Linked DNA regions of Mus musculus: regions 1, 3, 4, 5, 6 and 7 are each linked to region 2. A link is a contact called in public ChIA-PET, HiChIP or PLAC-seq, Micro-C and promoter capture Hi-C data. All regions are on one chromosome and are shown on one strand. The core of a region is the stretch at or near the end of the contact, and the rest is flanking DNA. Distances in the headings are between cores, read along the strand shown.

Region 1 (2,700 bases), core at 192-2,691, 800 kb before region 2:
TCTGAAAAATTAATGGGTGTCAGCAGAGTGAGCAGCTGGAAGGAGGGACAAGGAGGAACACGGACTAATGTTAGATTTATCGTTACCATTTATTTATTTATTTATTTATTTATTTATTTATTTATTTATTTATTTATTTTTGAGGCGGGAGTCTCATGTAGTCCAGACTGGCCAAGGATGACCTTGAATTCATGATCTTCCTACTTTTGCTTCTCAAGTGCTGCAGCTACAGGTATACACCACCGTGCCAATTTAGAAATTAACTTTCTTAGGCTTCCACTTAATACGTGGTTTATGCATTCCATTTATATATTAGAGATTGTTTTGAAAATAGTTGAAAGGAAACTGTCTTTGAGATAAATAGTTAAGAAATATTTTAGAAAGATATTCTGTCTATCATAATTTAAAATTTGCTTTTTAAAAAAATGTGGATAATTTCCTGGGTTAGATTTGTCTTATTTTTAAGATAGTCTCATACTGTAGCATGGGGTGGCTCAGAACTCACTACGTAGCTCAGGTTGGTCTCAGAAAGTCAGCGTCCTGAGGTCTGGGGCTACAGGTGTGAGACGCTATATGTGGCTTATAATTAGAGTTGTGATACACAAAGACAGACAGACACACACACACAACCTTATAGGACTGTGAAAGTTCCCAACGTCCACAGCACACTCTGAGGGATACAGCCTGGACTTCAATGGGTGGTGCAATAGAACTAGGAAAACAAGCTCCGAGAAGCTACTCCTGAGAAACGTCCTCAAGGGGTTCTGTGCACACTCCTGGGTCTTCCCAGAGCTTCAATTTCAAGTCCCAGTGGATCTGGAGTGGGGAGAGAAATCTGCGGTATCTGGGGAGTTCAGGAGTAATCAGCTTGAGTCTGGTCCAAGCAGAACCCACCCAACAATTCAGATGAGAAACTGAATCAGGGAGATTAGTAAAAGCAAATTTGTCCATTGCCTACCACTTGGGAAAACATTAGTCACAGCCTATAGTTTTCAGAGCCCAGTCAGCCAAACTCTCAACTTTAATGAAGATGGCCCTGGGCCGGGGGTGGGGGGCTGGTAGCACACTCCCAGCTTCTGGGAGGCAGATGAAGATCTATGAGAAACCCAAACAAGAAAAGACAAGACTGCCTGGGGAACAGGTGGCTTATCAAGGCCTTCCGAGATAAGGAACTGCTCTGCAGGACCTGAGAGAGAGAAATCAAAGGTGAGCGACCCGCAAGCCTCAGGAGAGTAACCAGCGTTCTGTCCCAGCGGAGCCGCCAACCCGCAGTCCGCTTCCAGAGGGCAGCCGGCGCCTGCCACGTGGCCCAGGTTGCGAACCGGGGGCGGGGCGTGAGGAGGCGCGTCGCGCAGAGTGCGCCTGCGCGGGTGGGCGGGGCGGGGCAGGGTACAAGGCGAGCCCCACGCATTAAAGGCACGGCGCCGGCGACCGGCGGGCCAGCTCGTGGTACGCAGGCGCGGGCTTTCTCCTCCGTACAGCGGCTCCGGGTCTGGGCTGTGTGGTTGTGTGGCTGTGCAGCGGCGGCGGCGGTGCATCTCCGACACCATGAGCGGCTTCAGCAGCGAGGAGCGCGCCGCGCCCTTCACCCTCGAGTACCGCGTCTTCCTCAGTGAGTGGCGTGAGGCCGAGGGCCGGGTCGCCCATTCATTCCAGAACGAGCGGGCGGGCGGGCGGACGCGTCCCCTTCCCTCTGGCGGGCGGCGGGACCAGCGAGGGCCGCCATCCCAGTGCCCACCGCGAGCGCTCCCTCCACACATTCGAACTTGGGCCACATGGGGAAAGGAAACCACTGAGTCACCCTTAGAAGGTGCCCGGAGGTGATACCGACCGCCTAAGAGGATTGTCCTCAGGATCGCCGGCTGGAGGACAGAGATTTCCTCAAGACCTTAATTCGGTGCCGAACAGGATCGAGTCCTCCCCGGTGTTGTAAGAGATGGGAAACTGAGGCCCAGGTCTTCCCGGCACTAGCCTTATTGTGGTGAGGCTTCTCTGAAGCCCTGATGGCCGGGAGTGCTTCTAGGAAACCGAAAGCTTTGCCTCCCTAGACAGACAGGTGACGTCTAGCTAAGGACCTGGTGGGAGAACAGCCAGGTTCTTAACCCTGGTGCCGGAACCCACTAGTTACCCCCGCATCCAACCCCTGCCCTGCACTCAGAAAGGCGGAGTCGATCGGCCTTCCACGTGTGTCACCTTTTCCTGATAGGTGCTTGCAAGCTACCTGGGTTTCTCCTGGAAGCCCTTAGCTTGTAGGTATATACATACATTCATGGTGCTAACAGAGGTTTGCGATGCTGTTAGCAAAGGCCCTTCCAGTTTGTAACCTCTTTGTGTTTATTTAGAAGGGATGGGCAGCAATCTCAGGACAGGGCAAACAGACATTCCTGAAAGAATGAACAGAGAGTGCCTAGCAGAAACTTCGCCATGGAAATAGTGTTGGCTTCAGGTTTTTCAGTGTCCTTTAAAGTGACCCTTTGGGTCACTGGGAATTGTCTTCAAGCTATATGTGCAGAATAAACACACTGCTTTTAATGTATTTAATGTATTGGTGGTAAGTATTTGATGGTTGTGGGTAGAGAGCAAAGCCACTCCTTGACTTTGGATTAGGCTGAAGTCTATCAAATGGGCTCTCTGGAACTTAAGAAACACTAAATTTAGTACCACTATGTAATTTAACTAGTTCTCGCTCTTTGCACTTTT
Region 2 (2,700 bases), core at 107-2,606:
AGAGGGAAAGGAAGGGGAAGAGGAGGAGTACTACCTTGTTAGTTGATTTCACAGTACTGGGAAATGACCCCACGGCACTGCGTGCTTGGCAAGGCATATATCCCAGGGTTATATCTTCAAGCACATTAAAAAAGAACACTCTGCTGCCTGGAGGTGCAGGTAGCCCAGGCCTTTGATCCAGGGACTCGGCAGGCAGACACAGGCCTATCTCTGTGAGTCTGAGGCCAGCCTGGTCTACAGAGCACATTCCAGGACAGCCAAAGCCACACAGAGAAACCTTGTTTAATTTTTTTATTTTGAAATAGGACCTCTCTTAAGTTTTCCAAGCCTGTTTTGAACTCATTCTGTAGCCCAGGCTGGTATTGAACTTGCCATCCTCTGCCTCTGACTCCCAACATGAAGCCTATATTTTAAAGTCACAATAGGAAGCATCAATATTGCTTGTTGAAGAGCCAGGAAGACAGCTTGTGCCTAAAAGAAATGTGGTTTTCTTTCAGTCTCTAAGAATGTCATTTGGTGAAAAGAAACCTTTCACCCTCCCATTGTCAAGCTCACCCAAATGCAGGTAGGACAAAACTCACTTCAACCCAGTGATGCTAAAGGTTTTTTTTTTATTCATCTCTGGAACCTGGGACGATACTACTTTTTGGCAAAGACAGTTTTATCAACTTTTATCTTGTATTTAAATTCAGGTCTGTCTCGTGGGAGAGTAAATTTATTGAGAAATCCGGATCTGAGACCCGTTGTCTTGGCAACCAGATGGAATTTTAACATCGTTAGACATCCACATCAGGTCAATGGCAAGTCCTCACTGTTTAATCCCTCCATGAGGACTCTAGGAGCACAAGCGGCGCACCACTTAGGGACAAAACTCTTAACCTCCTCGACCGAAGAGAACGGTCAATGTCAACTACAGAAGAGACTAAATATGACTTAGGCTCGGGTGCTAAGGGCTCCAAAAAGGAACAGACATTGCACTATGTAGGCCCAGGCTGCAGACCCTGCCGCTCTGCCGGGAGGCTCCAGCACTCACTCTTGTCTAGAGGCCGAGTGAGCTCCGCGCCCACGTCGCCATCGGCGCTGGGACCCTGAGGCTTCACCGTCAGCGGCACGAACAAGGACGTGTTCGGGGCTTTGGAGCCACCAGAGGCAGAGGAGGAGGCGGCCAAGCAGGGAACGCGTCCTGAAGCCCCCGGGAACGACCCCACGAGAGCGCGAAGGGCGGAGCAAGGGGCCGCCCGGGGCCCAGCCCCGCGCCCCGCCGGGAGCCGAGCCCACAGCAAGGTACACCGAGGCAAGGACATTGAGGCCGCGGCTCGAATGGAGCCGGGGAAAATCCGGACCACTGGCGCCGCTCGGTGACGTAGCTCCGGCGCCCGCGGAGCGAAAGGACCCAGAGAGACACAGGGCTGCCCCCGCGTGCGCCTGAAGGAAAAGGAGATGGAAGGGTTGGGAGCGCGCCTCTTCGTGGGAGCACGACCTCTGTACGTTACAGTGGCAGAAACGAGCTCCCATCCTCTCACTCTTTCTGCGGCAATTGGCAGCGTCTTTCTCGAAAGAAGGGAAAGTAATCAGGCATCTTAAGGGATGTTACAGATGCGCGGAAGGGAACCGTACAAGCGTCGTCATGTGACCAAACTGTCTATCCTGCATCATGTGGCTTCAAACGCTAAAGTGCATTTCCAAGAAGATTGGTGCATTAATATCCGTAGTTTCCTGATAGGATAACGTTAGAGGACGTAGCTTGATCTGCTACAGATCAAGACGGGTTGCAGAGAAATCCGGTTGTACGATAACTGGCGCTTACGTGACACGTGTGTCAATACACGTGCTTCTCTCCTTGGTGCTAGGGCTCCATGTAGGGGCCATGAGCAAGCTAGGCATGTGCTCCACCATGAGCTGCAGAATTCAGTTAACGTGAGCAGTTTGTACTCCTCGCATCTCGAAAGTTATAACCACAAAGTATGCTCTGTGTACCTGGTTAAAGTTTGATCTTACTCCTATCTACTACAGCACTCGGTCCCACCCGAGTTGTAAGGAAAGAGGTGCCTCTGTTCGTTCCGTCTGGGCGTGACCATTCAGTTCTTGGCCGGCCAAACACTAGGAGGGAAGCCATGTGTGGCGACGTTCCCTCAGTCCTCTGCCGAGAGGTCCCCAACACCATCTAGTTTCTGAGTTCAGGAGCCGTTCGGTTTTTAGAAAATTGGACCCAGTAACAACTTCGTTCGTTCGGTGTCTGGTGGTCCTCATTCCAACCCGCGCCATCGGTCAATCCTCTGTCTCTATCCCTTCTTGACAAGTTTTCTGATTTCAGAAAATGAGTTGCGGGATATGGCTTCGGAGTCAAAGCTCTAAAACCATCTGGTGCTAAGTCAAAACCCTCAAAGTTCGGACCCTGAACTCGAATGGCCTTCCTTCTCTGAAATTGATCGAGGGTCTTTCGATCTCAACTGCACTTATTCTATCCGCAGAGTCTGCAGTAATAATATGGGTAGGCCTCCTTGAGAACCCTCCTTGGTGAGAGGCTCATGGGTTTGGTTCATTTGGCAAACGAACAAGGTCAGGTTTATTGGTGCAGCTCTTGGACCAAGGACCCATGATGGACGATTCTTAAGAGTCCTGAGCAAGGGGAAAGGTTGTGTGTCAGACAAGAGCTGGCTTTTTTTTCCCCATGTAAGGTCATGACTCAAGTGCCTGGTG
Region 3 (2,700 bases), core at 6-2,505, 940 kb after region 2:
AACAGAGGTACAATAAATTAGTAACAGTTTTACACTAAATTGTCAAAACTGACTTCCGATTAGCTAATAGGAAAAAAAAAAATCACCATGTCAATACTCAAACTCCACCGAGGCACATAGGACCTCACAGAGACTGTGAGAGCACACACAGGCCTGTCCGTGTTCAAGCCAGATGAGGTCCCAGCACTGAGAGGGGAAGTAGAGATGGCCTCCCATCCCTAACCAACAAGCCATCTTCAGTTGATATCATCAAGGAAAAAGTAGTTCTCTGTAGCGGGGTCTCACTGGGTATATTAGGCACACTTAAGGGTGGGCTCCGTGCCCAGCAGGAAACGGGTAACACAGAACAAACTCAATGGTATTTTTTAAAAAAGATTTATTTATTTATTATATGTAAGTACACTGTAGCTGTATTCAGACACACCAGAAGAGGGCATCAGATCTCATTATGGATGGTTATGAGCCACCATGTGGTTGCTGACAATGGTATTTTTTAAAGCCTTTTTGTTTTATATTGCATAAAAAAAAATTACTGGCCTTCTGCTGGTATGTTATGGTTTCCCAGTTTGTGTTTTTAATTTTTTTTAAAGATTAATTCATTCATTTTATATATGTGAGTACACTGTAGCTGTCTTCAGACACATCAGAAGAGGGAGGGCATCAGATCCCATTACAGATGGTTGTGAGCCACCATGTGGTTGCTGGGAATTGAACTCAGGACCTTTGGAAGAGTAGTCAGTGCTCTTAACCGCTGAGCCATGTCTCCAGCCCGTGTTTTTAATTTTATAGATTTTGTTTGCATGTGTTTCTTCCATTATTTTTCTCTAAATTCTTTTATTTTAGTTTTTAAAATTTGTTTTCTAACGAGAGAAGGGGGAAAAAAAAAGGCGAGATGTTGGGTGAGTGAAGGAGAGGGGAGGATCTGGGAGGAGTTGGGACCGGGGAACCATAATCAGAATATATATTGTATGAAACAAATTTTTTCAATGAAAGCAAAAAGTAAAGAGCAAACCAAACCAAACCAAAACAACATCAACGACAAACAATAGCATCACCAGCAGCAGCAGCAGCAGCAGCAGCAGCAGCAGCAGCAGCAGCAGCAGCAGCAGCAGCAACAACAACAACAACAACAACAACAACAACAACAAAACACAACAGCAACAAAAAACCCAACAGCAACAACAAACCCCAAACTACAGATCCCAGCAGCCCCGCATGGCAGGCTCGATCCTGGGCAAACAGCCAATGAGAAGCTGTGTTTGCAAAGGGCTGGCTTGACGTCTGGGTGCTCGCTGGTTTGGAAAGTCCTGCTGAAATGTAAAGAGCTTTGCTGTCGCCCCGGAGCTCACAGTGTCGGTGGCGTCGGAGAGGACTGACTCATCCGCTGTAAATGGACGCGATACTGAACTACAGGCCGGAGGGCAGCGAGGACTACTACGCCTTGCTGGGATGCGATGAGCTCTCCTCGGTAAGCAGGGTTGCAGGTTCTCACCAGGTCGCCTTTGAGATCAGCCACGTCTCCTGGAACTCCAACCTCGTACCATTTGGAAGGAGTTTCGGCTCGGAGAAAGTGAAGGATTAAAATGCTTGCTGGTTAATTTGAGGAAAGGACTCCGAACTTCAAAGTATTAGCTGGGAGAGGGACCACATACAGTTTTTATTTATTTAGAGCAGCGGTTCTCAACCTGTGGGTTGCTACGGACTTGGGGTCGCATATCAGATATCCTGCACATCAAATATTTTTAATTACAATTCATAAACGCAGCAAAATTACAGTTATGAAGTAGCAACGAAATAATTTTATGGTTGGGGGTTACCGCAACGTGAGGAACTGTACTAAAGAGTCGCAGCATTAGGAAGGTTGAGAGCCACTGCCTAAGTAAAGGCTGCGATTTAGAGCTCAGGAGGCGGGGCCCCCTGTCTGTAGTCTCCTCGTTCAGAGAAAGTCTCATGGATTTTATAGTACCATTATAACCTCAAATGGTATTAAATACCATTATAATTTCAAATCAAATCAAGTTAGATGTCATATCTGGTGGGAGATTTTTCTTTTAAAGAAAGTAATGCTTCCCTTAGACATCATATACTTGAGACAAATGTGTTATTCTTTTTTTTTTCGAGACAGGGTTTGTCTGTATAGCCCTGGCTGTTCTGGAACTCACTTTATAGACCAGGCTGGCCTCGAACTCAGGAATCCGCCTGCCTCTGCCTCCCGAGTGCTGGGATTAAAGGCGTGAGCCACCACGCCCAGCCAAATGTGTTATTCTTTTAAAGACTTATTATTTTTGTTTTATGTGCATGCATGCATGCCTGTATGTATATATGTATGTGCATTTGGGTTCTATTTGGCTGAGTAGGGATACTTACTCTGTCATATAGCCTGCATTACTTTTTTGTTTGTTTTGTTTTGTTTTTGTTTTTGAGACAGAGTTGGCTTGGAACTCACCATCTCAGCATGTAGATCAAGTTGGCCATGGTTCACAGACATAACTTGCCTCTGCCTCATAGGTGATGGGATTAAAGGCATGTGCCACCATGCTTAGCCACAAAGCCAATTTTTTTTTAAACATCGATAGTTATAATTAGTTTAAAGAAATATCCTACTACACATACATTTTTATTTAAAAATTATGTTTTATTCGTTGAACCTTTGTATGTTGGGTTGGACCAGATCTTTGGTTCAAGAGTCACTTAAGACAC
Region 4 (2,700 bases), core at 187-2,686, 790 kb after region 2:
CTACTATACAGTTTCAAAACTGCGTTTCAAGGTCTCTTTTTTTTAAAATGAGGCTGTCATTTTATTTACACCTATCCTCTGCTGGAAAGGTCTTGAGCTTCCTTCACTCTAAGCTAGCAGTACAGTTGTTTAGCATGGGACTACCCCCCGCCCCTCCCCACTTCTTCACGATTGACACACACTCAGAGATTGATAGCTACGGAGTTTCCTCCTAAGGATAAAGAGAGCATGGAACCTCTGTTTAAAAGGTTAAAATGTCAGCAAGCTACTCCATGCTCTTGGTCTTGGCGGCTTACCGAGCAAATCTTTTTCTTGTTCCAACAAATTGTCCTCCATTCATTCACTGGGTCCTTTTTTGAGACCACAACACACACAGATTTAGTATCAAGATGATGTTAAAATTGGCCTGTGAAATCTGGATTTCGTTTTCATGAAGCAGGAACTGTAGCTGTAAGCCCTGTTTTTCTCTGAGTGAAAGAGTTTGGGTAATTTAACCTCGTATCTTCCAAGAAGTTAGCTGAAAACGTGAGCCAACACTGTTCCGGAACCTGAAGCAAAGATGTTGACATTCAGTAAGATTAGACTAAGCCATTGCTCCATTGCTAGCAATATATCTTACATGTTCAAATTAGGTTCAGATGAGTTTAAGGGTTTAAAATGAGTCATCATCGGCTTTTCTAACCGTATTTGTGATGGTTTCGTCTGCTACTTCAAAACCAAAATTAGGAAAGGTAGAATAAAATTATGAAAAGGCTAAAACCCTCCAAGCAGAAAGACAAACCAAAATGAAATTTTCACTTGTCAACGCCGAAGCATTGTTAAAAACACACGGACAAGAACAAAAAAAAAAAAGAAGAAGAAGAAGAAGAGGAAGAAAGAAAATACATTTGACAGCTTCTAGCCCTAGCCGGCTGCATTAGCGTCTTAGAGCAGGGAACCGCAACACTGCGCAGGCTCCTGGATCAGACGAACCCTGGGAGGTCTCCCGCGCAGGCGCACGAATGGGGAAGTGGGCGGGGTCGCGCATGCTCCCCGGCTCACTTCCGGCCAGCCCCTCCCCTCCCCCCTCCCCCGCGAAACCACCGCCCCTCTCCCTTGTCGCCTGGCTCTCCCTCGTCGCCAGCCTCTCCCTCAGCTCTCTCCACCCCTCGTGGTCTCCGCCCTGCTCACCGCCAGCCCTTCCCCTCCCGCTCCATCCGGGTCGCTGACGGCTTGTCTCTCGGTCCGGAGAGTGCTGGCGGCAGCGTTTCTCGGAGGAGCCTGGGAAAGTTTCACGGGCGAGCCGGGCAGCAGAGGCAGCGGAGCTGCGGTCGGGGACGTCGGAGGAGCCGTGGTAATCGCCGCGGCCGGCTGAAGGAGGAAGGTCTTGGGAGCTGGAGAGCCGCCCAGAGGTCCAGGGAGCGTCCGTCCTCCATCGCTTAGGGCTCTCCCTGCCCTGAGAGACCCGGTGAGTCGTTGCCCCCCGTGGGTTCGGGGTAGTGTGACGGAGGCGAGCTCCGCTGGGGCCTTGGGGAAGGGCGCCAGCGTCCTCAACGTTTTCCGGGGCCGGAGTGGTGCACCGCCCTCGGGGAAAGGGTCTCCCTGGGGCCGAGGCCGTGGGGCTGAGCCCGGTGGGGTGAACCCTCTCCCCGGCTCGCCCATAGGTAGCTGCGGGAGTTTGGCTGGCCGGCCCGTGAGGCTGGGTGTGTGCAGACCATTCCTCTGCCCCGGGCCGCGGGAGCTGATCGTGAGGTGCATGGTCAGAGAAAGAGGAAACCAAACTGCCTTGCGTTCTCCTACCTGTTGCTGGCGAGAGAACGTCTTTCCCATACTGGTTCTGACTTTTTGGAGGAAAAAAAAAAGGGTACCCAAACGAAGCGCATTGAAATCGGAGCTATGTTCCTGTCTGATGCTAGCCTTGAAAACACAGAGAGAGAGATAGGGAAAGACAATGCAGAACTCTCTGGAACTTTCGAGTTTTGGTGTCCCAAACTTTTTCTGATAGGAGTGGAGTGAGACAGCTTCGGCACTTTCTAAATAAACATAAATGCAAGAAAATTATGTTTTGAAACCTCAGATTCAGCGAAAGGAATTTAGGTGATTTTGGACAGCAAGGATAAGACTGACTTCTATTAATGCTTCTTAATGCACCATGCTTTTTAAAGAAATGTAAAGGGTTTTTTTTTTTTTTTTAATGTTAATGGAGGATTCCCTCACTTGTTTGTGCACCATGCGTGCCCGTAGTGCAGGAAGCCAGTAGAGGGCGTAGGATTGATTCCCTGGGAGGAGTTACACACAGAGAGCAGCCATGTGGGTGCTGGGAATTGAATCAGGATCCTTTAAAAGAGACATCTCTCAGCCCCTTAATGTATGTCTTTCAAGCGCAGAAGTTATATAGATTTTCCTATCAAAAGTTAACCCTGCCTCCAACCTGGTCTTGTTTGGAAAAAAAACTCAGCAGTCCTGTGATTGTTTTTCATCTTTAAGTAATTTTCCTAGAGGTATGTATTATAATCACATTGATTTGGTTTTAAAATTAAATTAGTAGAGTGAGTTCTCGACCTTAGCATTTTGACTTATAAAATGGAGTCGATTGTTTGAAATTACGACTTGATAATTTCTAATTTTGTACATAGCTTATTAGTACAAATAATGAGAATAGTCTACTTTAAATTGTTATTTTTTTTCTAAAGTTCCATTATTGTTTTTATTTATGTTACA
Region 5 (2,700 bases), core at 80-2,579, 1.0 Mb before region 2:
TGCCACCACTGCCTGGCCTTGGAACTCATTATATTGCCAGGGCTAGCCTTAAACTGCCATTCTCCTACCCCGTCTTTCTGGAGTAGTAGGGTCACAGCCCTAACTACCACACACAGCCTTCTGGACTGCTGTCTCTTGGTGTTGGCAAGGTCCCCTTACTCTGTGCCTTCCAATTGCACAAGATTCCAGGATGGCCAGGCCCACTTTTAAGTGATTGGTTAGGAGTCCTGTCTCATGATCAGCGATCTATAGACTGTAAGGGCTGCTAACCAAATCTTCACCCTCTAGCTGAAGCCCAGCCCCCGGGGTCACCAAAAGAAGGCAAAGTTCTGAGATTAGGGACAGAAAGCCAGTTCCCTTCATGAAGGCACCGGAAGAACCCCTTCCAGGCTCCTCCCTCTTAGAGAACAGCCCAGAAAAGAGACAAACAACCTTTGCGCTTCCTCCTCTCGTGACCAATTCAACATACTTTATTTACCTCTTCTCCAGTGATAGTAAACGGATCCCGGCCATCTTTTGAAAAGCAACTTCAGGAACCTCCCTTTGCATCGCTTTTTTCTACAAGCCCTTTCCCTAGGATCAAGCAACCTAACCCGACTAGTGTGTGCTGTTTGACAAAGCACCTTTAAAACCGCTCTTCGAAAGCCCTGATCTGAAACCTGACAGCGCCTCTACCAAAGCCAACAACTTCTTGGATACCAAAGGAGCTATTTTACACGTCCCACTTGTGGGAGCTGGGGCTCCCCCAACCTTTGATGACTCCTCTAACAAAGTAAACAATGCTGTCAAAGGAGGCTAACACTGGGCGAGGCATGCAGAGTGCATGCCAGCCTCGTCTCGGAACTCTCGGCGCAGCCAGACCAGTCATCTTAGGCTTCCGCGCCAGGTCCGTCTCCCCGACTTCCCTCTCCCCAAAGCCCGTAGGACAGCTCCAGAGGCAAGCCCCGCTGCGCAGAATGCACGGTCTGCAGCACACCGTACGGGCAGCGGGGAGGAAGCTGTTGGTCGAGCATGCAGTGCCACGCGCCAGCCGTGATGGCGGGCAGGCCGGGCGCGGCTCACCTCCCGGCGTTGTGGAGAACAGCGTCCCCCCGGGCGTGGTGCAGTAGTCCTGAGGTAGCTGCGCGGCGTCGCTGATAGCCACGGTGCGCGTGGGGATGGCGCGGCTCTGGCTGGGCTGGTGGCTACCACCGGCCGACGCGGACATGGCTCCGACGCGGGCTCGAGGCTTTGTGCAGCAGCGGCGGCGGCGGCGGCGGCGGCGGCGGCGGGGCCGGGCGGCTCTGGCTCCTCACGCTCGGCTCTCAACTCGCCTGCTCTCGCCCGGTCGTCCCGCTGCGATACCGCTCCCGCTGCCGCCGCCGCCGCCGCCGCCCGGTCCTCCGGCCTCCGCCTGCAGCCTCAGCAGCAGCAGGAGCAGCAGCGGCAGCAGCGGCAACGATGACTACCGGAAGCGGTCGAAGGCGGGAGCAAGGGGTAGTAGAGGGAGGGACAATATGGAAGCCGGACGTGACGTTGGAGGGCGTGTCTGAGGCGAGTGGGCGGGTAGCTGGGGGCGTGACTGAGGCAGCCGAAGGCTAGAGGCAGAGGGTGAACCCGGAAATCCGGGAAAAAGGAAGTGTTGAAGGGTGGAGCCTTAGGGTGGGCGGGACTTTGAGGGGCGGGGCTGAGTTCAGAGGAACATAATAGACTCCCAGTGAAGCTGAGTGTAGGTGATTAAGGCACGCGGGAGGGGGGGGAAGCGGGGTGTGTGTGTGTGTGTGTGTGTGTGTGTGTGTGTGTGTGTGTGTGTGTGTGTGTGTGTGTGTGTGTGTGTGTGTGTGTGTGTGTGTGTGTGTGTGTGTGTGTGTGTGTGTGTGTGTGTGTGTGTGTGTGTGTGTGTGTGTGTGTAATTGTTTGTGGTGTGTAAGTGTGGACTAACAGTACTTTCTTAGGGCTTACTTCATATTCCCATCTATATCTAACCATTAAAAGTATAACTCGGGCTGGAGGGATGGCTCAGTGGTTAAGAGCACTGTCTTCTAGAGATCCTGAGTTCAAATCAGCAACCACATGGTGGCTCACAACTATCTGTAATGGGATCCGATGCCCTCTTCTGATGTGTCTGAAGACAGCTACAGCGTACTCATATACATAAAATAAATAAATAAATCTTTTTAAAAAATTATAACTCTGGGAGCCCACAAGATGGCTCAGCAGGTAAAGAAAGGCATTTGTCACCAAGCCTGCAGACCTGAGTTCCACCACCCAGAAGCCACAAGGTGAAAGGGGAGACCGACTCTCCCAAGTTATCCTCTGACTTCTCCACTAGTCCATGAGCACCCATCTGCCTGCCCATAAATAAATAAATGTAATCAAAGTTTTTGTTTGTTTGTTTGTTTGTTTGTTTCGTTGGTTGGTTTTTCGAGACAGGGTTTCTCTGTATATCCTGGCTGTCCTGGAGCTCACTTTGTAGACCAGGCTAGCCTCGAACTCAGAAATCCACCTGCTTCTGCCTCCTGAGTGCTGGGATTAAAGTCGTGCACCACCACACCCAGCTAATCAAAGTTATTTTAAGAAGTATAATTTTAATTGCTCATTATTAAAGGAAAGCAATGCGTACACGATGAACTAAGGGTTTAACCATCAATGACTCTGAGGAAGGGCTCAGTAGTTAAGAGCGCTTGTTGCTGTTGCAGAGCACCGAGAGGACCAGAGTTT
Region 6 (2,700 bases), core at 34-2,533, 730 kb before region 2:
TCTGTGTGTGCAACAGTAGCAATTATAGAAGACAGGATGGAAATGATGGAAATGTTCATGTGTGAAATTCTCATCAAAACAAGTGTTCAAAGCAAAACAAAACAACCAACCAAATAAAGAAATGCTACCTACTGCCTATGTATGTTTGAGACAGGGTCTCTCACTGTAGCCCAGGATATCCTTGAACTTGTAAACCTCCTTGTCTCAGCCTCCCCAGTGGCTGTGGGTACAAGCATGAGTTAGTACACCCTGCTCAGGTATGTACGTGACCTCACGGACACTTGCCTACTGCCCCTAGGGTAGGGGACAATATCTGCTTGGAGACAGATGCCCTATCGTTCCCCTATGTAGCTTCGAATGCTCTGGCTTTCCTATCTCTGGCATCCTTCTGTGACTTGGCACACATGCTTGCTTCTCTCCCTTGCTCAGGGCTGACTTCAGTATGGGAGAGAGGCCTGAATACTTTTTGATCTCCAAGCTTCCTTACAGCAGTAGGTGACAGGAGATGTGGTAGTGTTTTGTTTGTCTTCTTGTTGTTGTTGTTTTGTTTTGTAGGGTTTTTGAGACCTGGTTTCTCTGTGTAGCCCCTGGATGTCCTGGAACTTGCTCCGAGTTGGCCTCAAACTCAACAGACATCCTCCTGCCTCTGCCTCCCTAGTGCTGGGATTAAAGGCTGCACCACTGCAGTCTGTCAGCAGTGGTGGTTTGATGGCTTCATTTTTTTGACAGGATCTCAGGAAGTCCAAAGTGGACTCAGTAGCCAATTTCTAACCCTCTTGCCTCTACTTCCTAAATGCTAGGATTACAGGTATGCACCACCGTGCTCTGCTTCTGTGGGTAAGAAATCCAGGGCACTCAGGATAGGCAAACAGCTCCTGAGTCTTGTGTTAAACCCCTTCTTTCTCCAGGCTACCATATAACCAAAGGATATACCGGTTCCGCTCTCCATTTTAAAGCTCCAGTGCAGGACCAAAGACTGGGCGAACAGCAGGCGCTCAGTCCGTATGCACATGTGTGCAGATGGCAAAGCTAGTGTGTGTGTGTGTGTGTGTGTGTGTGTGTGTGTGTGTGTGTGTGTGTTTGTGTGTGTGTGTGTGTGTGTGTTGGGGAGGCTCTCGGTTGTCTCCCAGAAACCCCTGGCAAAACTAAGGCGCAGGATCTTGGCAGGCTGAGAGGCTAGCTAGGCTGCATCAGCGCTGGGAGTGTCCAAGTAGGGAGCGGCTGGTAGGCGGTCAAGGTCAGTTCCAGGGCAGCGGGAGGGGCGGGGCTCGGGGGCGGGGCTCGGGGCGGGGCTGCGACCCGGAGACAGTGATGGGCACGCCCCGACACGGGGCCTCAGCGCCGGAAGACGCGAGGACCAAGGACCGCTACAGGTGAGGTCACTGGGGATCCTTGTTCCCTCGCGCGGCGTGGGGTACACTAGGGGCATGACAGGGGCCGCGGAATTAGGAGGGGGCCGTTGCCTAGGATACTTAACGCCGGTCCGGAGGACCAGGTTCCTCGGGATTCATTGCTCCTCAATGTCCGCTAAATCTGTCCGGGAAGAACTTGGGGTCTTGGGAGGGGGAAGCAGGACGCGCAGGGGTAGCGGGGCAGGCGTGGCCTTGATCTTGGGAGGGTCTCAGACAGAAGGACTGAGGTGTCTGAGTGCAGCGGGAGACCCTTAGGAATCTCAGAGAAAGTGAGTAGGGTTACCCAGGGGTGCATTGGAGGCCTGCTTCACCCCGCCCCCCTGTGAAATAGGGGTTCTGTTAGAAAAAGCGAGACCAGCAATGACTGAATCCCCTTCTCTTCTCTCTCTCTCTCCCTCTCTCTCTTTCTCTCCTCCCCCTCTCTCTTTCCCTTTCCCACTCTCCCTCTCTCTTACTCTTTCTTCCTCCCTCCTCCCCCTCTTCCCAGGCACCCTGTTCTTTCCAAGACCACACACTCCACACATCCCCATAGCTCACTAAGATAATTTTGACCCTGGGATTTAGGGGTGTGGGGGGGGAATGCTCAGCTGTCTTAAGAGCTGAGGCCCCCGGGGGAGGACAGGTGTAGTTTGGAAAGAAACTTCCAGATCTCCCCACTCAGCACCTATGAACCAAGGCTAGCATCAGCTTCTAACATGAGCCTGTGTCCCCTGCCAACACACCCCAAGTGCTCAGCCACACTCTCAAGGGACTGCATGTCAACACTGGCCTAAGTCACCTCCTGTTCACTAGAGCTGGGCCTATCAAGTACTGTACAGCCAGTGGGCCTTGTCTGGAGGGAGATGCAGGTTGGCAATGGCCAGGGATGGGCAGGTCACTTGGGGTGTGTGTGTGTGTGTGTGTGTGTGTGTGTGTGTGTGTCTGAGTGCAGGAGTGTCTATGCCAAAGTGAGTGCTTCTTTTCCTTCTCCTCTTCATTCTATCAGCCAGTCCCTTTTAGCATGGGGTGTTTTTCAACGGTATATCTAGGGGTGCATTCCTCAGCAGCTGTCCCTAGAGTGCTCACTCTCAGCCTGGTCTTTGGTGTCCAAAGAGGGGAGCCATCGCCTCCCTTCCCCAGTGGAAGAGGGGACAGATATCATAGCCTATTGAGTCACACTTCAGGAGCCTCTTCTGCCTCGAGGCCACAGTGGAGATGTGGCTACCCTGTGTGTCAATGTTGAAATTTTCCTTCCTGAGAAGCCTGGATGACTCAAAAGGCTGGGTGGTGATTTTTGTGGCGGAGACAG
Region 7 (2,700 bases), core at 33-2,532, 890 kb after region 2:
GCCACAAACATCTACAAGGGCACTGACAGACTCTGATAAATTCTGTACAAAGCTTTTCAGGAAGACGATAAGTGGCATTATTACAAAAACAAAACAAAAAAGTAACCCAAACGTTTGGCGTCAATAGGGCAAAACCAAGCAGGTTTGTTTCAGGTTTGTTAATCTAAAAATGTTGCGAGCATGATTTTGAAAGGAAAAGAAAACTTACGAAAGTACAGTACAACTATAACTCCTCTATATCGAAGTGATAAATGCAATCGCAGAAAAGCAACATTTTTAGGAATAGCCATTTCCTTACATTTTTTAGACTGTGTCTCAAGAAATAGCTTTGGTGTATTAAAATTTCTAACTTCAAAAAAAGACATAGGTCTATCCAAAAAAGAAAAAAAAAAAAAAAAGCAACACAGGTGTCAGTTTGCAAAACGAAATCGCATGTCGATCCACGGGACAGCCCCAAAGTCGCAAAGCAAAGTGTGCAGTGAGGAAAACTATAACTTCACTAAAGGCGCATCGGGAGGGAAACCAAACCGAGGGAGGGAAAACTTCACTCTAACGCCAAACTGCGAGAACCGCGGTCCCGGCGACTGCGCGCAGCAGCGCAAGGCGGCCCAGGCGAGCGGCGAGTCCGCGCGCGGCTCCGCAGCAGGGCCGGCGAGCTCGGCGGCGCGCGGCCGAGCCAGGGCCGAGCTGCGCCGCTGCCGCCGCCGCCGCCGCGGAGCCCGCGGAGCTCTCGGGGCCCTGGGCAACCTGGGACCGGGTCACAGGCGGGGACGCGGAGGGACGCGGCTGCGCGGCAGCGCGCGCGGACTCACCTCGGTAGCCGATCGCTGCCGCCGCCGCTGCCGCCGCCGCCTCGTCCTCCTCCTCGCCCTCGTCGTCGTCGAAGTCGTCAGCCGCCCTCGGCTCCCGCCGCAGGCCGGACCCATTGTCTCCGTCCCCGGCCACGGCCGTCGCCGGGGCCTCCCGCTCCGCGCTCGCCGCCGCCCCTGCCGCCTCCCGCCACAGCGCCGCCGGGGCCGCGGCGCTCGCCGCCTCACACCCCGCGGCCGCCGGCGCCACTGCTGCGCTCGGCTCGCCCGGGCTGCGCCCGAGGCCAGGCCCGTCTCGGCGGGGCCTCTTGCGGAGCGGCTCGTCCGCCGGCTGCGACGCGGCCTCCATGGCGGCCGCCGCGGAAGGGGAGCCGGCGGCCTGAAGGGCGAGCGCCACCTCGTCCGCCATCTTCCAACTGCCTCTCTGGCCCTCCGCCCTCGCCTCCTCTGCTCCGCTCGACGCGCGGCACTGGCGCCCCCGCGGCTCGGCTGCGGGAGATTTAAACCCCGTCACGTGACCCGCCCCTCCCCGCCCCCGCGCCTCTCCCGCCACCCACGCGGGCCGGACCACAACACGCCGGGTCACGTGGCCGGGCGCCGCCCGCGGCCTGGGCCCTTCCCGGCCCCACCCAGGGCGGCTCGGCTCCCCTCAGCGGCCTCTGGCGCCTCCCGCCCGCCCGACCCGTTCGCTCGCTCGCTCGCTCGCTCGCTTGCTCGTCCGGGATCGCCGCGGTGGTTCAAGTTTGCGATGGCGCCGCCACTTCCCACCTGGGCCTCACGCGTGCACCTTGCCTGCCTGCGCCTCTTCGCCTCAAGTCGGCTTTTACCTCAGGGGCTCTGGAGAGCCCAACCTGGCCGACGCCGGCCTTCCTGAGGAGAACTCCTCCACCTGCCTTGCCCTTGCTCTGTGACAGCTCTTCCTCAGGTTACCCCTGTGGTCTCTCCTCAGGAAGTTTGCGCTCTCTCCCAATCTCCCTTCTCAAGTGCAATGGAATGCCCAAGCCAGCCCTCGGGGCCTGTTGCCCTCCTGGAAAGATCTGGCGATTGAGGACCCGCCCTATCTGCTCTCTGGACCCACCAGGTCCTCTGTACCTCGCTTTAGTCTTTGGTAAAATTCATCTCTTGGGGCAGCAAGAGAGAGGACAGAAGGGAGAGTGGTTGGTTCTCCACAAACTTCTGTGTTAAGAGTCAGATTGGGCCTGGGCTCTTGTGACTTGGGCGATTGACTGAACCTTTTCTAAGCCCAGTTTTTAATCATCTCTAAAATGACAGGGCCAGGACCGAAAGAGACTGTAGCTCAGTTGTAAAGTCACGCTTGCCAGACAACCCCGAAGCCCTAGAGAGAGGGAGGAAGGAGGGTAAGTTGAAGGTAATCTCCAACTACTTAGGAAGTTCAAAAAAGGCCTGGAATACATAAGACCTCGTCTCAAAAACGAAATTTAAAACGATAGACCATGAGAAATCAGCTAGTCAGGTTTAAAGTAAATGACATTAGTTTTAAAATCCTAGGCAGTTGATGGTGGCACAGGCCTTTAATCCCAGCAAGCTGGAGGAGACAGGAGGAGGTTCACTAGGACAGCCAAGGCTACACAAAGAAACCCTGTCTCGAAAAAATAATCTTACTTCTAGAATTGTAGAAATGGCTCTGTAGTTAACAGCACTTGTTGCTCCTGCAGAGGCCCTAGGTTTGACTCCCATCATCCACATGACAGCTCATACCTTCAGATCTGACACCTGCTTTTGGTAAACACAGACATGTATGGAGCCAAAAGACCCAAACACATAAAAATCCTCTTTGTTGTTGTTTTATGAGTTAGGGTTTCTCTGTGTAGCCCTGGCTGTCCAGGAACTCTGTAGATCAGGCTGTCCTTGAACTCAGAGGCCACCTGCC

The links. Promoter capture Hi-C pulls out the DNA fragments that hold promoters and counts their contacts. Hi-C and Micro-C count contacts between places; a contact is called where the count stands out from the background. ChIA-PET counts read pairs in DNA pulled down with a chosen protein or histone mark. HiChIP or PLAC-seq counts read pairs in DNA pulled down with a chosen protein or histone mark. Capture Hi-C pulls out chosen DNA fragments and counts their contacts.
Region 1: a Micro-C map of embryonic stem cells shows a contact between it and region 2, with 5 times the contacts expected there. The contact joins the promoter of Ppa1 here to the promoter of Supv3l1 in region 2. A contact is called at or near these places in 1 of 39 promoter capture datasets (liver) and 1 of 484 Hi-C or Micro-C datasets (embryonic stem cells).
Region 3: a promoter capture Hi-C map of liver shows a contact between it and region 2, with 3 times the contacts expected there. The contact joins the promoter of Dnajc12 here to the promoter of Supv3l1 in region 2. A contact is called at or near these places in 1 of 39 promoter capture datasets (pre-B cells), 1 of 484 Hi-C or Micro-C datasets (CD8 T cells), 3 of 115 datasets of contacts at active chromatin or transcription factors (large pre-B cells, memory CD8 T cells and thymic regulatory T cells) and 2 of 9 other capture datasets (adipose tissue and liver).
Region 4: a promoter capture Hi-C map of pre-B cells shows a contact between it and region 2, with 6 times the contacts expected there. The contact joins the promoter of 1700120B22Rik here to the promoter of Supv3l1 in region 2. A contact is called at or near these places in 1 of 39 promoter capture datasets (pre-B cells), 1 of 115 datasets of contacts at active chromatin or transcription factors (memory CD8 T cells) and 2 of 9 other capture datasets (adipose tissue and liver).
Region 5: a contact with region 2 is called in an H3K4me3 HiChIP or PLAC-seq map of pro-B cells, with 5 times the contacts expected there. The contact joins the promoter of Eif4ebp2 here to the promoter of Supv3l1 in region 2. A contact is called at or near these places in 1 of 39 promoter capture datasets (maxillary cranial neural crest), 1 of 484 Hi-C or Micro-C datasets (CD4 T cells) and 2 of 115 datasets of contacts at active chromatin or transcription factors (embryonic stem cells and pro-B cells).
Region 6: a contact with region 2 is called in a promoter capture Hi-C map of liver, with 3 times the contacts expected there. The contact joins the promoter of Aifm2 here to the promoter of Supv3l1 in region 2. A contact is called at or near these places in 5 of 39 promoter capture datasets (the SN4741 cell line, cranial neural crest, embryonic stem cells and 2 more) and 2 of 115 datasets of contacts at active chromatin or transcription factors (embryonic stem cells and pancreatic cancer cells).
Region 7: an RNA polymerase II ChIA-PET map of memory CD8 T cells shows a contact between it and region 2, with 14 read pairs. The contact joins the promoter of Sirt1 here to the promoter of Supv3l1 in region 2. A contact is called at or near these places in 1 of 484 Hi-C or Micro-C datasets (CD4 T cells) and 2 of 115 datasets of contacts at active chromatin or transcription factors (memory CD8 T cells and regulatory T cells).

The regions. Positions count from the first base shown.
Region 1 is chr10:61,647,180-61,649,879 of GRCm38.p6, forward strand. It overlaps Ppa1 (pyrophosphatase (inorganic) 1), which reads left to right and starts at 1,442. Exons shown (of 11, transcript NM_026438.4): 1 at 1,442-1,612. The coding sequence starts at 1,549.
Region 2 is chr10:62,448,382-62,451,081 of GRCm38.p6, forward strand. It overlaps Supv3l1 (suppressor of var1, 3-like 1 (S. cerevisiae)), which reads right to left and starts at 1,357. Exons shown (of 15, transcript NM_181423.3): 1 at 1,034-1,357. The coding sequence starts at 1,304. 4930507D05Rik (RIKEN cDNA 4930507D05 gene) reads left to right here and starts at 779. Exons shown (of 1, transcript NR_027926.1): 1 at 779-2,700.
Region 3 is chr10:63,385,308-63,388,007 of GRCm38.p6, forward strand. Dnajc12 (DnaJ heat shock protein family (Hsp40) member C12) reads left to right here and starts at 1,256. Exons shown (of 5, transcript NM_013888.3): 1 at 1,256-1,468. The coding sequence starts at 1,391.
Region 4 is chr10:63,242,717-63,245,416 of GRCm38.p6, forward strand. 1700120B22Rik (RIKEN cDNA 1700120B22 gene) reads right to left here and starts at 1,437. Exons shown (of 2, transcript NR_166111.1): 1 at 1,171-1,437; 2 at 1-548. It overlaps Herc4 (hect domain and RLD 4), which reads left to right and starts at 1,081. Exons shown (of 25, transcript NM_026101.4): 1 at 1,081-1,447.
Region 5 is chr10:61,451,340-61,454,039 of GRCm38.p6, forward strand. Eif4ebp2 (eukaryotic translation initiation factor 4E binding protein 2) reads right to left here and starts at 1,330. Exons shown (of 3, transcript NM_010124.2): 1 at 1,063-1,330. The coding sequence starts at 1,207.
Region 6 is chr10:61,713,980-61,716,679 of GRCm38.p6, forward strand. It overlaps Aifm2 (apoptosis-inducing factor, mitochondrion-associated 2), which reads left to right and starts at 1,284. Exons shown (of 10, transcript NM_001284300.1): 1 at 1,284-1,373.
Region 7 is chr10:63,337,753-63,340,452 of GRCm38.p6, forward strand. Sirt1 (sirtuin 1) reads right to left here and starts at 1,283. Exons shown (of 9, transcript NM_019812.3): 1 at 813-1,283. The coding sequence starts at 1,218. RefSeq lists a promoter at 1,219-1,847.